2 separate regions of the Macaca mulatta genome follow, and region 1 is linked to region 2. Evidence: chromatin contacts called from public Hi-C data. All regions are on one chromosome and are shown on one strand. Each heading gives the region's core, a stretch centred on a gene start, on an enhancer-like site or on the middle of the called end of the contact. The rest is flanking DNA. Distances are from core to core; before and after follow the strand shown. Region 1 holds the start of LOC114677671 (histone H3.1-like). Region 2 holds the start of LOC115945175 (histone H4).

Evidence for each region. Hi-C and Micro-C count contacts between places; a contact is called where the count stands out from the background.
Region 1: a contact with region 2 is called in a Hi-C map of blood, with 8 times the contacts expected there. The contact joins the promoter of LOC114677671 here to the promoter of LOC115945175 in region 2. A contact is called at or near these places in 2 of 14 Hi-C or Micro-C datasets (CD4 T cells and blood).

What each region holds. Positions count from the first base shown.
Region 1 is chr4:157,062,268-157,069,371 of T2T-MMU8v2.0, reverse strand. LOC114677671 (histone H3.1-like) reads left to right here and starts at 5,575. Exons shown (of 1, transcript NM_001374546.1): 1 at 5,575-6,017. The coding sequence starts at 5,597. The coding sequence ends at 6,007.
Region 2 is chr4:155,469,744-155,477,064 of T2T-MMU8v2.0, reverse strand. It overlaps LOC115945175 (histone H4), which reads right to left and starts at 6,018. Exons shown (of 1, transcript NM_001374545.1): 1 at 5,626-6,018. The coding sequence starts at 5,990. The coding sequence ends at 5,679. H4C11 (H4 clustered histone 11) reads left to right here and starts at 1,255. Exons shown (of 1, transcript XM_001095996.5): 1 at 1,255-1,646. The coding sequence starts at 1,288. The coding sequence ends at 1,599.

The sequences.
Region 1 (7,104 bases), core at 4,326-6,825, 1.6 Mb before region 2:
ACAGAGAAAGACTCAGTCTCAAAAAAAAAAAAAAAAAAAGATTAGCAAGAGAAAAGCATACAAATGTATTTAATATAACTTTTATGTTACATGCGACCCTTCAGAAATGAAAACTCGATGGAAGCAGGAAACCTGTGTATTTTTATGGTAAGTTTAGTGAAATGCATAGTTGTGGATTAATACGATTGACAGTAGGCATATGATCTAATGGTAATAAACTGAGGGGACATAGGAAGGCTTGTTTGTTAATTATCTATTAACGATCAGCAGACTATCAACAGAGACAGCAAAACATCCTAGTTTTGAGTTAGAAGACCTAGGTTTTTGTATTGGCTTGTCAGTTATGGGTATTGTTTTAGATAAAACATCAAGTATTCTTGATTTCTTATTTTAAAAAAAAAGGAAGGAAAGAAAGAAGGAAAAAGGAGAAGAAAAGTGTCAGAGTCATTTGAACCAAAGTGACTCCATTTTGAGTGTGGACTAGGAAAATGAGGCTGAGACTTGCTGGGCTGCATTCCCAGAAAGTCAATCATTCCTAGCTTCTAGATGTTTATGGTTAAGGGAACAAATAAATAATGTTTACTAAACAGACTCAGACCTGGGAGTGTCCAGATATCCCTAAATCTGGAGAACAAAGGCATTCCTAATTTTGTTTAAAGATAATAATGTCTATTCTCGCAAAATATAGTAACTAAAAAAATCAATCCTTTATCACAAACCCGTGTAGCAGAGCACATCTCCCCATATATACAAGCATTGTACCTACAGGGTGGATGCCTTCCTCCTCTTACTTTCCGGAATGTCCTGCTCTGTCTATGGAGTAGCTGTCCTTTCACCACTTTACTTTCTTAGTAAACTTGCATTTACTTTGCACTGCGGACTCACCCTGAAGTCTTTCTTGCGCGGGATCCAAGAACCCTCTCTTGGGGTCTGGATGGGGACCTCTTTCCTGTAACATATTTCTGGCCACCACAGAAGGGACTATAATACAGAAACCCTGACCCTACAGCTACCTTTGGATAAGTGTTGGAGTTCTGTAACAAAGGAAGAAAGCAGGCAGGCAAAAAATTTATGAAAGAACATATGACAAAATAATATCTGCTTCAAAACTTAATATTTTTAAATTTTTTTTTTAATGAGTCAGGCTGTTTTTTTGGGGGGTGTGTGTCTCATTCTGTCACTCAGGTTGTCACGGCGCGATCTTGGCTTGCTGCAACCTCTACCTCCCAGGCTCAAGTAATCCTCCCACCTCAGCCTCTCTAGTAACTGGAACTATAGGCATATGCCACAACGCCCAGCTAATTTTTTGTAGAGACTGGATTTCGCCATGTTGCCCAGGCTGGTCTCGAATTGTGAGCTCAAGTGGTCTGCCTGACTAAGTCTCCCAAAGTGCTGAGATTACAGGCATGATGCACCTGGCCCAAAAGTTCATTTTGCAAATGCTTATATTAGCAGGTCTCACTTCTCCGGGGAAAGATCCTAAATATCAGTTTCTTAAACTGCAGCCTCAATTGCTTAGTAATGTTTTGGGGGAGGTGGTCGTTTTATAATTTTAAAAAATATTATAGATTTTTTAAAACACAAGCGTCTCTTTCACAACGGTAGTTTGCATATACAGTACTAGGATGGGAAGTGCTTCACTTACAGTTGTTCACTGACATTTTGTGTGGCATCCAGATTTTTTTTTTATTTTTGAGACAGGGTCTGTCCTCACCCAGGCTGGAGTGCAGTGGTGTCATCACAGCTTACTGCAACCTCCACCTTCCAGGCTCAAATGATCCTCCCACTTCAACCTCCCCAGTAGTTGGGACTACAGAAATGTGCCACCAGGCCTGGTTAATTTTTAAATTTTTGGTGGAGACAGACTCACTAAGTTGCCCAGACTGGTCTTGAGCTCCTAGGCTCAAGTGATCCTCCCACCTTGGCCTCCCAAAGTGCTGGTCTTACAGGCGTGAGCTGCACCACACCCGGCCCAGAACCTCTTTTAAAAGATTCTTAAAAATTAAATCTGGGCCGGGCGCGGTGACTCATTCCTACGATCTCAGCACTTTGGGAGGCCAAGGCGGGAGGATCACTTGAGCCCAGGAGTTCACTTGACCAGCCTGGGCAAGATAGTAAGACCCTTTGCCTCCACAAAAAATTAAAAAATTAACTGGGTGTGGTGGCGCATTTCTGTAGTCCCAGGTACTCAAGGGGCTGAAGTTAGAGGATAGCTTGAGCTGGAGAAGTCGAGGCTGCAGTGAGCTATGATGGCACCTGGCCAACAGAGCAAGACCATTTCTCAAAACAGAAACAATAACTGTTTGAGAAACTTTATTTCTTCATCCGAAGACACTGCTGAATGTCACCTACATATAATGCCCATAAGTTCACTTAAAATACTCCCCTCCGATTCCCCCATCCCCTCCTACTTAGTGTGCAATCAACAGGTTCTTTTCTTCTTCCATTTCTTCCCCCAGCCCCAGACCAAGAATTGGCCCATTAAGTCCTCCTCAACTAGTACCCTTCCTGCCTTTTTCTAGCTATATTGTTTTTGGCGTCCCGGATTTCTTGAAAAATGCTTCCCTCTCCAAGTGGGGCCTTCCTAGTATCTTTGCAGTAGGGCCAGTTGGGGAAAGGCACAAAATTCAAACCCTTTTGTATCTCGCAGAGCTGGAAATCCGAAGGTTAAGTGGCCTAGGAAATGGGAATCTGGATTTCTGGGATGCATGAAATATGTAAACTACATAGCTGTTGTCATTGATAAACAATTATAACGCAAAACTACTGCGATTTCATTTTGTGGAACGGGAAATATTCCCTACAAAGGCGCCCGGGAAATCAGACTTCGCTTACTGTTTCCTCAATACTGGAGGAAATCTTTCCTTCTTACTGGAGGTAAGAATTTACAGCATAGGCAAACTGCAGGAGCAAATATCCCTACACGCCCTTTTGTCGCTTAGACTTTTCTGCTCCCCTCCCCCTCATCTCAAGCGGTTAACGGCTAATGACCCCCATAGAAACACTGTACCCTGAATTGCATTACTTGTTTCATTATCCAGAAAGGAAAGTTTCCTGTGCTAGACCAGGGAGGGAGTAGTGACCATATCAAATGAATTACAACTAGTACCCGAAGGCTTACCCAGGGGGAACAAAGAAGTTTGCTAAAGGCAGATGAGAAAGAGCGCCAGCAACTCCCTAACGTTTGTATTTTTAATAGAGACCATGTTGGCCGGGCTAGTCTCGAACTCCTGACGTCAAGTGATCCGCCCGCCTCGGCCTCCCAAAATGCTGGGATTAAAGGCGACAGCCACGGCGCGCTGCCCCAAGTTAACCTTGGCTCTAAAAGTTGCCTTCGCTAACATTCTAGTTGATCCTCTAGAACTGAAGCAGAACAGAGGCAGCACCACCTTAAGAAATTGTGGTTATAGCTCTCTTTGCGACAAAGTAGGTGGCTCTGAAAAGAGCCTTTGGGTTTGGAGGTGCTTACATAAGCACTTACTTGGAGCTAGTGTACTTGGTAACAGCCTTGGTGCCCTCGGACACAGCATGCTTAGCCAGTTCCCCGGGCAGCAGCAGGCGCACAGCCGTCTGGATCTCCCTGGAGGTGATGGTCGAGCGCTTGTTGTAGTGCGCCAGGCGGGAAGCTTCGCCCGCGATGCGCTCGAAGATGTCATTGACAAAGGAGTTCATGATCCCCATGGCCTTGGAGGAGATGCCGGTGTCGGGGTGGACCTGCTTCAGAACCTTGTACACATAGATGGAATAGCTCTCCTTTCGGCTGCGCTTACGCTTCTTACCATCCTTCTTCTGCGCCTTAGTGATGGCCTTCTTAGAGCCCTTTTTAGGGGCAGGAGCAGACTTAGAGGGTTCAGGCATCGCTATTCCTAAAACAAAACAAAAAAGCTACTAACACTCTCCAGCAGAGTAGTAGAGAGAACAGCTCAGAGCCCACGTATTTATAGTCCTGAGATTCAAATGACGGTTTAAGATTCCTCACTTCTGATTGGATAAAAGAAATACAGTTTCACTGAGGGGTGGGGTTTATGCAAATATGGAATTTATGGACTCTTTTTCTATTGGATAAAGCAGGAAACATAGTTGACCAATAGGATAACTCTCTATTGCAGCCTTGCAGTTTGTATAAAAGTATTTCTTCAGGCGCCATTCCATCTTGCTTGTTTTTTACAGTTTTCAGAGGTCGCTGTGTTTGGACGTGGAAAACGGAAGTAAAGCACAAAGTTGTTCATCGGTACCAGCCTTGCAGTTTCTAGTAGCGCAGGGTCCATCGTCTTTTTCGAAAGGGCAATTATTCTGAGCCTGTCGAAGCCGGCGCGCCGCTGTACTTAGAATACCTGGCCGCCGATATCCTGGAGCTGACACGCAGCGCCATACGTGACAAGACCCATAGCATCCCCCGCCACCTGCAGCTGGCCTTCCGCAACGACGAGCAGCTCAACAAGCTGCTGGGCAAAGTCACTATTACTCAGGGAGGCGTCCTGGCCAATATTCAGGCCGTCCTGTTGCAAAAATAACCGAGAACCACGATAAGGCCAAAAGCAAGTAAAGCCCACTCAAACCAGAAAACGTACCTTAAACTTGCTACGGCATTTTTCAGAACCGTCCATTGTTTCACAAGAAAGGATGGTAACTTGCTTGTGTTTCGGGTACCTTTTGGTTTTGGTTTGGATTGGTTTGAGACAGAGTTTCGCTCTGTCACCCAAGCTGGAATGCCGCCGCGCGATATCGGCTCACTGCAACCTCCACCCCGCGGCTTCACCAGGTTCTCATGCCTCAGCCTCCTTTGTACCTGGGATTACAGGCGTCTGCTACCACGCCTAGCCAATTTTTGTATTTTTATTCGAGACGGGGTTTTCACCATTTTAGCTAGGGTTGTCTTGAACTCCTGGCCTCAAGTGATCCTCCCATCTTGCCCTCCCAAAATGCTGGGATTACAGGCGTGAGCCACGGCCCCCCTAGCCTAATGGTGTTTAAAAATTAAATTTCGAGGAAATATCTTCCTTAAGAAACTACATTTTAGAGTATACAAAGTGAAACTAAAGCCAACCAAAATAAGACAGTTTGAGAACAGTCAGGGTGGGAATGTGACTTGGACTTAGAAAACGAAGGATAAGGAAACTGGCTGTTGACCAGTAACAAAATAGCATGGAATTCTCATTCTCTGAATGTAAGTAGTTTCCGACATGAGGCAGTCAACGTTTCTGGTGGTTTAGTGAGTGTTCACCAGCATTGATAACTTTCAAGACTGTCAGGAATGCAGAATTTCAAGTCCCACGCAAACTTACTGAATCGGAATTTACATTAAAAAAATCCGTAGATGCTTTGTTATGTACCTTGTTCTTTGGGACTGGATGAACTAGAATTTTAGACAATTTATCCCTGCAGATAACAAACAAAAAGGACATGATGGGCGGTGGGGCGATTCATCCAATAAGATTGCCTAGTAATGAACCAATCAGGCTGGTCACTCTTCAGCCAATGGTTTTATCGCGCGGGACTTTTGAAATATTACAGAACCAATCAGAATGTTTCTAACTATATTTAAAGACCGGTTGCTCTCAGTTCAGTACGCTTTTGTGTGTGGGGGTCATTGCAGATGGCTCGTACAAAGCAAACAGCTCGCAAGTCCACCGGCGGCAAAGCGCCGCGGAAGCAGCTTGCTACTAAAGCGGCGCGTAAGAGCGCTCCGGCCACAGGTGGGGTGAAGAAGCCTCACCGCTACCGGCCCGGTACCGTGGCTTTGCGCGAAATTCGCCGCTACCAGAAGTCCACCGAACTGCTGATCCGGAAGCTGCCGTTCCAGCGCCTGGTGCGAGAAATCGCGCAGGACTTCAAAACCGACCTGCGCTTCCAGAGCTCTGCGGTGATGGCGCTGCAGGAGGCTTGCGAGGCCTACCTGGTGGGGCTCTTCGAAGACACTAATCTGTGCGCTATTCACGCCAAACGCGTCACCATCATGCCCAAAGACATACAACTGGCACGTCGCATCCGTGGGGAAAGGGCATAAGTCTGCTTATTGCTTCCTAATTGAAAAGGCTCTTTTCAGAGCCACTTACAATTTCACTTAAAAACAGTTGTAACCAATTCGGTAGTTCCCAGGAGATGTAGAGGATTTTAAAGATAAGTACACACGCTTTGAATAACTGCAGACGAGTACATCAGGCCTTTTCTTTTGGGGCGGTTTTACTGCAAGAAAGCCAGTTGAGTGACTTTTTTGCCCTTGTTAAATCCTAGGGATCTTGTCTTTTTAACATGTATATGTGTATACTTAACATTTCGAAACAGGCTTCTGGTGAAACTTCTTTTAATCCACCTGCCAATTTTAGGTCCGATGGCATTTTTATTAAAGCTATCGTAAGGACAATGTGCGTATAGTTACCCAAAGTTCACAAAATCATTAATACCCCAAAAATCAGTATTGGTATTGGGCTATTGGAACTGGAGTCAGAGCTCAGGTGGAAAAAACTGGCCTCAGTACACACAGCCAGAAGTCCACTAAATTTATGCAACAAATACATATGACTTGCATATGATCATCTAAAGATTATGCAGTCATCCTTAAAATCCAGGAGATTTGAGAAGGGTAGCAACTGCAAAGCTCTTTTACCCATGTCCTCTTTTAATAAATATTTAATGTAAAATTAAAAATGCAAATGTACTGCAAACTGTAAATATTAATTTATAATGGGAAAATAAAATCAAACTCCAATTTTATAAAAGCTGACAAAACAATAGCCATCACAAAATTTAGAAAATAGCAAATTGTATTAATTTCTGAATATGACACAACGATGTATATTTTCGTATAGTTTTGACTGAATACTCTCCATCTTCAGATTGAAATTATTTTGTAATATCGTCTATAGGTAATGGAAATAGAATCCAATCTTTCTTCCAGGGTGGCTATTGATAATATGTTTTCTTGATAACTTAGAAGAGTTTCAGTTTCAAAACACATTGTTGGTAATGTCAAGTAAGTTTTTAGGATTGTTTTCAAATTTGGAAAATCCTCTGTCAAGTTCCTTTCACATGTAAGTTGTAAACTTCGTAAGAATTCTTTCCAGACTAGCTTCTGGCTCTATACATTTCTACTCTCCACTAGAC
Region 2 (7,321 bases), core at 4,769-7,268:
AGAATTTAAAAACCATAATACTCAATGATGGTAAACATACACAAGAACAGTTACTGCTGGCAAAAGTGAATGGAATAAAACTTTTGAGGAAAATGTAGTAACAGTCATCAAAATACCTTAAAATCTGCATCCTTTGTGACAAAACACTTCAATTCTACATTTTCCTCAGGAAGTAAATTTTGTACAGTTCTCCTTTAAAATAGGAAAAAGAAAATTAGAAAGCACATTTTGCTAAATACTAGAAATATTGTTAAAGTGGACCTAGAAAATTCCTATGATGGAATATTAAGGAGATATAAATTACTGCTTTTAAAAATTTTCCTAATGTGAATTTTCTAAACTTTTAACTGTGAACAAAGATTCCCTTTTGCAAACCATCTTGATTAAATTATAGACAGAATAGAATTTTGGTAATAGTTCCGAGTATGTATGATATTAAAGGTGGTACTTAATCAGCAGGGAGAAGATGAATTATTTAAAAAATCTTGTTGATTAATAAATTCCTAGGGAATTGGTTAACACTTTAGTAGGGAGAATTCAGCAGGAGAAATAATAAGCAGACATTAAAATCACTTTTTGTAAACTCTTTAGATAAGGGAAATTGATTAAAATAACAGCGCGAAGTTGTAAAATGCCATATACTGCATACATATTGTAGGAAAAAAATGTGCATTTATCTGCTCACCAAAATATCTTATTAGCTAGCAGTAGAGCTCTTTGTGTGATGGGAAAATGGGGATAACAGGCTGTTGTTAGTGTACTGGTTTTTTTTTTTTTTAAATATGAATATATAAAAAAAGAGGGTCTCCTAAAGTGTAAGTGCTACCACGCTGGGCTAATGTTTTAATTTAATTTAATTGTTTTCTTGGTAGAGATGGGGGTCTCACTATTTTGCTCACGCTGATCTCAAACTCCTGACGTCCAGGTATACTCCCACCTTTGCCTCCTAAAATGGTGGGATCACAGACGTGAGCCACCGAGCCCGGTCACTTTTTTGTATTGCCCACAGTGTTGATGTATATCTTCTGCGTTCAAAAGCAATTTTTTAAAGCCTTATAAAGTGGTAACAAAATAGTTTGCACATTACAAAATTCAGAACACGGAAACAAGAAGCTCGCCTTTTTTCCCTATTTCGGTTTGGCCCTTTCGATTTCCCCTCCCCCACCGGGGTGGGACTTCCCGCCGACTTCTTTCAGGTTCTCAGTTCGGTCCGCCAACTGTCTTATAAAGGCGCTGCCTCAGGCCAGAGTCCTCACAAGGCGTTGTGTACGACTCGTCTTGCTCATCATGTCTGGCCGCGGCAAAGGCGGGAAGGGTCTTGGCAAAGGCGGCGCTAAGCGCCACCGCAAGGTGCTGCGTGACAATATCCAGGGCATCACCAAGCCGGCCATCCGGCGCCTTGCTCGCCGCGGCGGCGTGAAGCGCATCTCTGGCCTCATCTACGAGGAGACCCGTGGGGTGCTGAAAGTTTTCCTGGAGAACGTGATCCGGGACGCTGTGACCTACACGGAGCACGCCAAGCGCAAGACGGTCACCGCCATGGATGTGGTTTACGCGCTGAAGCGCCAGGGTCGCACCCTCTACGGTTTCGGTGGCTGAGCGTCGTCATTTTCTATCAATAAAAGGCCCTTTTCAGGGCCCCCCTACTTTCTCAGCTGAGGAGTGGTAACACTGGATTTGGTAGGGCTGGAATTTTGCTTGCTTCTAAGTCAGTTTTGGGGCGAGCAGTTTTCTGAAGACAGCGGCACACGTGGTCATTCACCCGCGGTCACCGTTGGTAGAACTAATTACGAGTTGTAATGCAGTCTAAATTTGCTCAAGATTCATGACCTTGTTTACGTAAGGGGGAATGTGCAGTACCAGTAACTCTTGTAGTCCCTGTAGTGAGCTTGACAATGGTCATCGGAAATGGTTTTTGAAAAACCCCTAAATCCACAAGTTTTTTTTTTTTTTTTTGTCAGCGAGTTGGAGTGCAGTGGCGCGATCTCGGCTCACTGCAACTTCCGCCTCCTGGGTGCAAGCAATTCTGCCTCAGCCTGCCGAGTAGCTGGGATTACAGGTATGCGCCACCACACCCAGCTAATTTTTGTGTTTTTAGTAGAGATGGTGTTTCACCATGTTGGCTAGGATGGTCTCTATCTCCTGACCTCGTGATCCGCCCGCCTCGGCCTCCTAACGTGCGGCCTCTTAAGGGATTTTAAGAGAATTTTTTACTTTTCTCCACTTTCATTAACGTATGACAAATTACAACATGTACAATCTGATCTGACATACATTCATTGTGGAATGATTACATCGAGCTTAACATCCATCTCACTTTCTGGTGAGAACATTTAAAGCTTACTATCAGCAATTTTCAAGTATAAAGTACATTAACTATTGTCACCATGCTTTAAAATAGATCTCCAGAATTTATATCTCTTGAGTCCCATTATGCCTCCATCCTCATTCTCTGGCAGGGACCATTTTACTGAGTTCAACATTTTTAGACTCCTCATGTAAGTGATATCATGCTGTTTTTGTTTTTCTGTGCCTGGTTTGTTTTACTTAGCATAATGTTGTAAGAAATGACAAGATTCATTTTTTTAAGGCTGAGGTAGTATTCCATTGTATATATGCCCCATTTTCTGTATCCATTCATCTGGCATTGGATACTTGATTTATTGAAAGAGCTTTATAAGTTTAAATTCATAAATGAAATCCAGTGAGTAAAGTTTTTTTTTTTTTTTTTTTTTTTTTTGGTGAGGTTCAGTCACTCGTTATGATCATGAAAATGATGGATGTGTAATTGGTGATATCAAAAGATCTGGAAGGACAATAATAGTGGCATTGATTCAGTTAAAGCAAAAGTACAAAACTTTGTAGTCCAAGTAATTACCATAGGGGAATTTAAATTATACTTTTTTTTTAACTTGAAGTTTTGTTAAGGGAAAAATATTGTATTTTACATGAAAAACAGTTTTAAATCCCAAAAATTTGTCAGATCTGGAATTGCTACATGGGCCTAAATAAATTTTTTGGATATAAATGATAATGTTTCTCTTTAAGATGTAAAAAATAATATATATATTTTAACTATGTATATCTGTGTGTGTGTGTATGTATATATATATATATTTTTTTGAGACAGAGCGTTACTCTGTCACCCAGGCTGGAGAGCAATGGCAGGATCTCCGCTCATTGCAACCTCTGCCTCCTGGGTTCAAGCGGTTCTGGTGCCTCAGTCTCCGGAGTAGCTGAGATTATACATGCAAGCCACCATGCCCAGCTAATTTTTGTGTATTTTTAGTAGAGAAGGGGTCTCAGGATGTTGTTCAGGCTGGTCTCGAACTCCTGGTCTTAAGCAATCTGACTGTCTCATCCTCCCAAAGTGTTAGGATTATAGGCATGAGCCATCGCGCTGGGCCAAAAATACATTTTTAAAGTTAAGACGTAAACGTTTTATAACTTTACACCACCAAAGCGATGTGACATGGTGAAAAATTTAAGCACAGTCATAAGAAGCAGATTATTTGCAATCAAATCTGTAACAATCATATTCTAGTCGTGGGATCTTGGGGTGAGGTGCATATGCTCTCTAAGCCTCTGTATTTTTGTAAACAATTATGTGATGATGATAAAAATAGTTCCTAGCTCTAAGGGTTGTTGTAAGGATTAAATAAGTTGGGCCAGGTGGCTCATGCCTGTAATCTTCACTTTTAAGGAGGTAGATGTGGGAGGACAGCTTGAGCCCAGGAGTTGGAGACCTGCCTAAGCCATGTAGTGAAACCCTGTTTACCACAAAAAGTTTAAAAAAAAAAAAAAAAAAGACAAAGAATAAGTGTAAATGAATTGGTAAATAAAAAGCACTTAGGACACTGACAATAGTATGTTTAGTGTGAAACACTTAGCATTACTTATTTATGCCAGGCCCATAACCCGTAATTGCATCTGACCATCATCCCTGGGTAAGAGCAATCTTTTTTTGTGTGTGTGTGACACTCTTGTCACCCAGTCTGGAGGGCAGAGGCGTGATCTCGGTTTACTGGAACCTCTGAGTCCCAGGTTTAAGCGATTCTCAGCCTCAGCCTCTCGCGTAGCTGGGATTACAAGCGTGTGCCACCACGCCTGGCTAATTTTTTGTATTTTTAGTAGAGATGGGGTTTCACCATGTAGGCCAGAATGGTCTCCAACTCCTGGCCTAAATCTATCTGCCAGCCTTGGCCTCCAAAATTGCTGGGATTACAGGCATGACACCAGGCCCAGACAGCAACATTTTCTAACAGCCACATTTTAGTATTCTAGATTCAGCCAGCAATTGTGTAATCAAATCTTTGTCTATTATGAAGCCATAGGAAAGACCTGTGTCAAGGGCATTTTTTCACACAGTTTTTGCCAGTGGAGACATCTTCATTATTCCTATAGTATCCTATCTTTTTAAAGTTTGTACTCATACTTTGTGTGGTAAATGAAAGGCAAGATCCTTCCCTATCCTTATGAGGATGACTACAGCATGACTGGATAGGCTTGCTATGATTTTTATCTTTCCCTGTGTTCTCACTACCGTTTTATTAATCTCAGTTCTTTTTTACAGGGTAGCACAGAATTTAGCAGAAAGAGATCCAGCCATGTAGACCAGAGATTTGTCTAAGTGACAGCATGTAAGAATCAGGAAGGAAAATTTTCTGTTTAAATACTAACAGTTTCTTTCCTTAATGCAATTATTATTTTTTAAATCTAACCTACAAGGTGATGGTGTCCTTAAACCAATTAAATCAGAATCTCGGGTTGGATAACCTCAAATATGACTTATTAGCACTTCCCATTAATCACTGCTCCTTCAGGCCTTTAAATTTACTTAGGAATCTCACTTTTAATACCATCTTATCAACTTCAATTGTAAAGAGAACACTCAAAGGCTGAGGAATTCTCAGCGGTAAAGCTCTGACCCACGTTCAGTAACAAAGGGTAAGTTAGTCTTTGTTGTGATCATTCTTTGTTGTACTGAGTAGCTACATATTTCTACTCAAGGATTCAAATTCTCACTTTTCTCAAGAATTGGGCCAAAACCGATAAACTAAACTTATTTACGGTTCACGGATTAAAGGTTGTTGCATAAGAAGGTCTTGTGTTCAGCAGTTGGATTTACAGTGCCAGAAACATGTAACAACTGCTTGACTTTCTTCCCCAGCTATACTTCGAAAATTGGCACTTAAATATAACTAACTTTAAAACCTCAACAAGAGTATCGTGGCCATGTGTGATGGCTCACTCCTGTAATGCCAACACTAGGTATAGGCGAGACAGTTATTTTGAGGCCAGGATATTGAAATTAGCCTGGGAAACATACGCAGACCTGGTCTTTGGAAAAACAGCGTTGCGTGGTGGCGCGCGCGAGGTTACAGCTAATCGGGAGGCTACAGTGAGCCATGACACTGCACTACGGTCTGCGCGACACCCCATGTCAGTAAGCCCTGGAACACCTGAAAGAAGCTGTGTTAGAGTATTGTATTTACTGGTACTGGAAAGCGATTAGTGACTGATACCTACTTACAGCGACTAGGGAGGGACGCATGCTCCGATAGGGCAAACTCAGCAGGTGCGAACAGTAAAGAGAATCTGGGCAAACAAGCATCACGGCTCCTCAACTGAGAAAGTGGGGGCCCTGAAAAGGGCCTTTTCTTGGTAGACTAGGACGCTTAACCGCCGAAACCGTAGAGGGTGCGACCCTGGCGCTTCAGCGCGTAAACCACATCCATGGCGGTGACCGTCTTGCGCTTGGCGTGCTCCGTGTAGGTCACAGCGTCCCGGATCACGTTCTCCAGGAAGACTTTCAGCACCCCACGGGTCTCCTCGTAGATGAGGCCAGAGATGCGCTTCACGCCGCCGCGGCGAGCAAGGCGCCGGATGGCCGGCTTGGTGATGCCCTGGATGTTGTCACGCAGCACCTTGCGGTGGCGCTTAGCGCCGCCTTTGCCAAGACCCTTCCCGCCTTTGCCGCGGCCAGACATGATGAGCAAGACGAATCGTACACAACGCCTTGTGAGGATTCTGGCCTGAGGCAGGGCCTTTATAAGACAGTTGGCGGACCGAACTGAGAACCTGAAAGAAGTCGGCGGGAAGTCCCGCCCCGGTGGGGGAGGGGAAATCGAAAGGGCCAAACCGAAATAGGGAAAAAAGGCGAGCTTCTTGTTTCCGTGTTCTGAATTTTGTAATGTGCAAACTATTTTGTTACCACGTTATAAGGCTTTAAAAAATTGCTTTTGAACGCAGAAGATACACATCAATACTGTGGGGAATACAAGAAACGACAAGAAATTAAGAAAGTACAACCTGTTATCCCATCACACAGAGATCACTAGTGCTAGTTTATAACGTATTTTGCAAAGCAGTTGCATATATTTTTCCAAGAAAATGTATACAGTGTTGTATATGGCGTTTTGTAACCTCCTTATATTGATTACAGTTTAATCAATTTCCATTAAAGAGATAAAATAGTGTCTTTCTTAGGAATTATCAATACAGTTTTAATCAGTTCCCCAGCAATTTTTTAATCCGCTGTATTTTAAGAATAATGTTTTCAACATTCAAAATAAATTTATTTTTTCTCTATGCTTGGGACCAATATTGAAATTTGTATGATTTATTACACCAAACTTTAAATTTTTATTACATTAATATTTAAAACTGAATTAGAGGTCTCATGATTTGGTACTGCTGGTCTCCTCATTATTTCCTTTCCAAATTTCCTAATCTGTTTCACCAAGGTTTCTTGGCAACTTTGGAGACCTTTTGTGAAGTTTGAATAAAAATCTCTTTGAGATTTTGATAATAATTGCGTTAGCGTTAAGACTTATTTGGAATAGAATTAATATCCTTAAAACAAGTTCTTATAAGTAGAAAATTGGTGTTTGTAGGTTTTGTGTGTGGGGCGGGCGCTTTTTTTGGGAGGGGGATGGAGTCTGGCTCTGTCGTCAGGCTGGAGAGGAGTGGCGCGATCTAGGTTCACTGCAACCTCCGTCTCCCAGATTCAAGCAATTCTCATGCCTCGACCTCCCGAGTAGCGCGGCACAGGCATGCGCCACCACGCCCAGCTAATTTTTGTGTATTTTTAGTAGAGACCAGGTTTCACCATGTTGGACAGGATGGTCTTGATCTCTTGACATCGTGATCCGACCGCCTCAGCCTCAGAAAGTGTTGGGATTACAGGCGTGAGCCACCGCGCTTGGACGCTTGTAGGTTTTAAAAAAGACACTTTTACATGACCCAACTAAAGATTTGTTATCAACCATTATGGAACAACTTTGTTTCCGTATATTTAATTTTCTTTCTTAGTAAATAC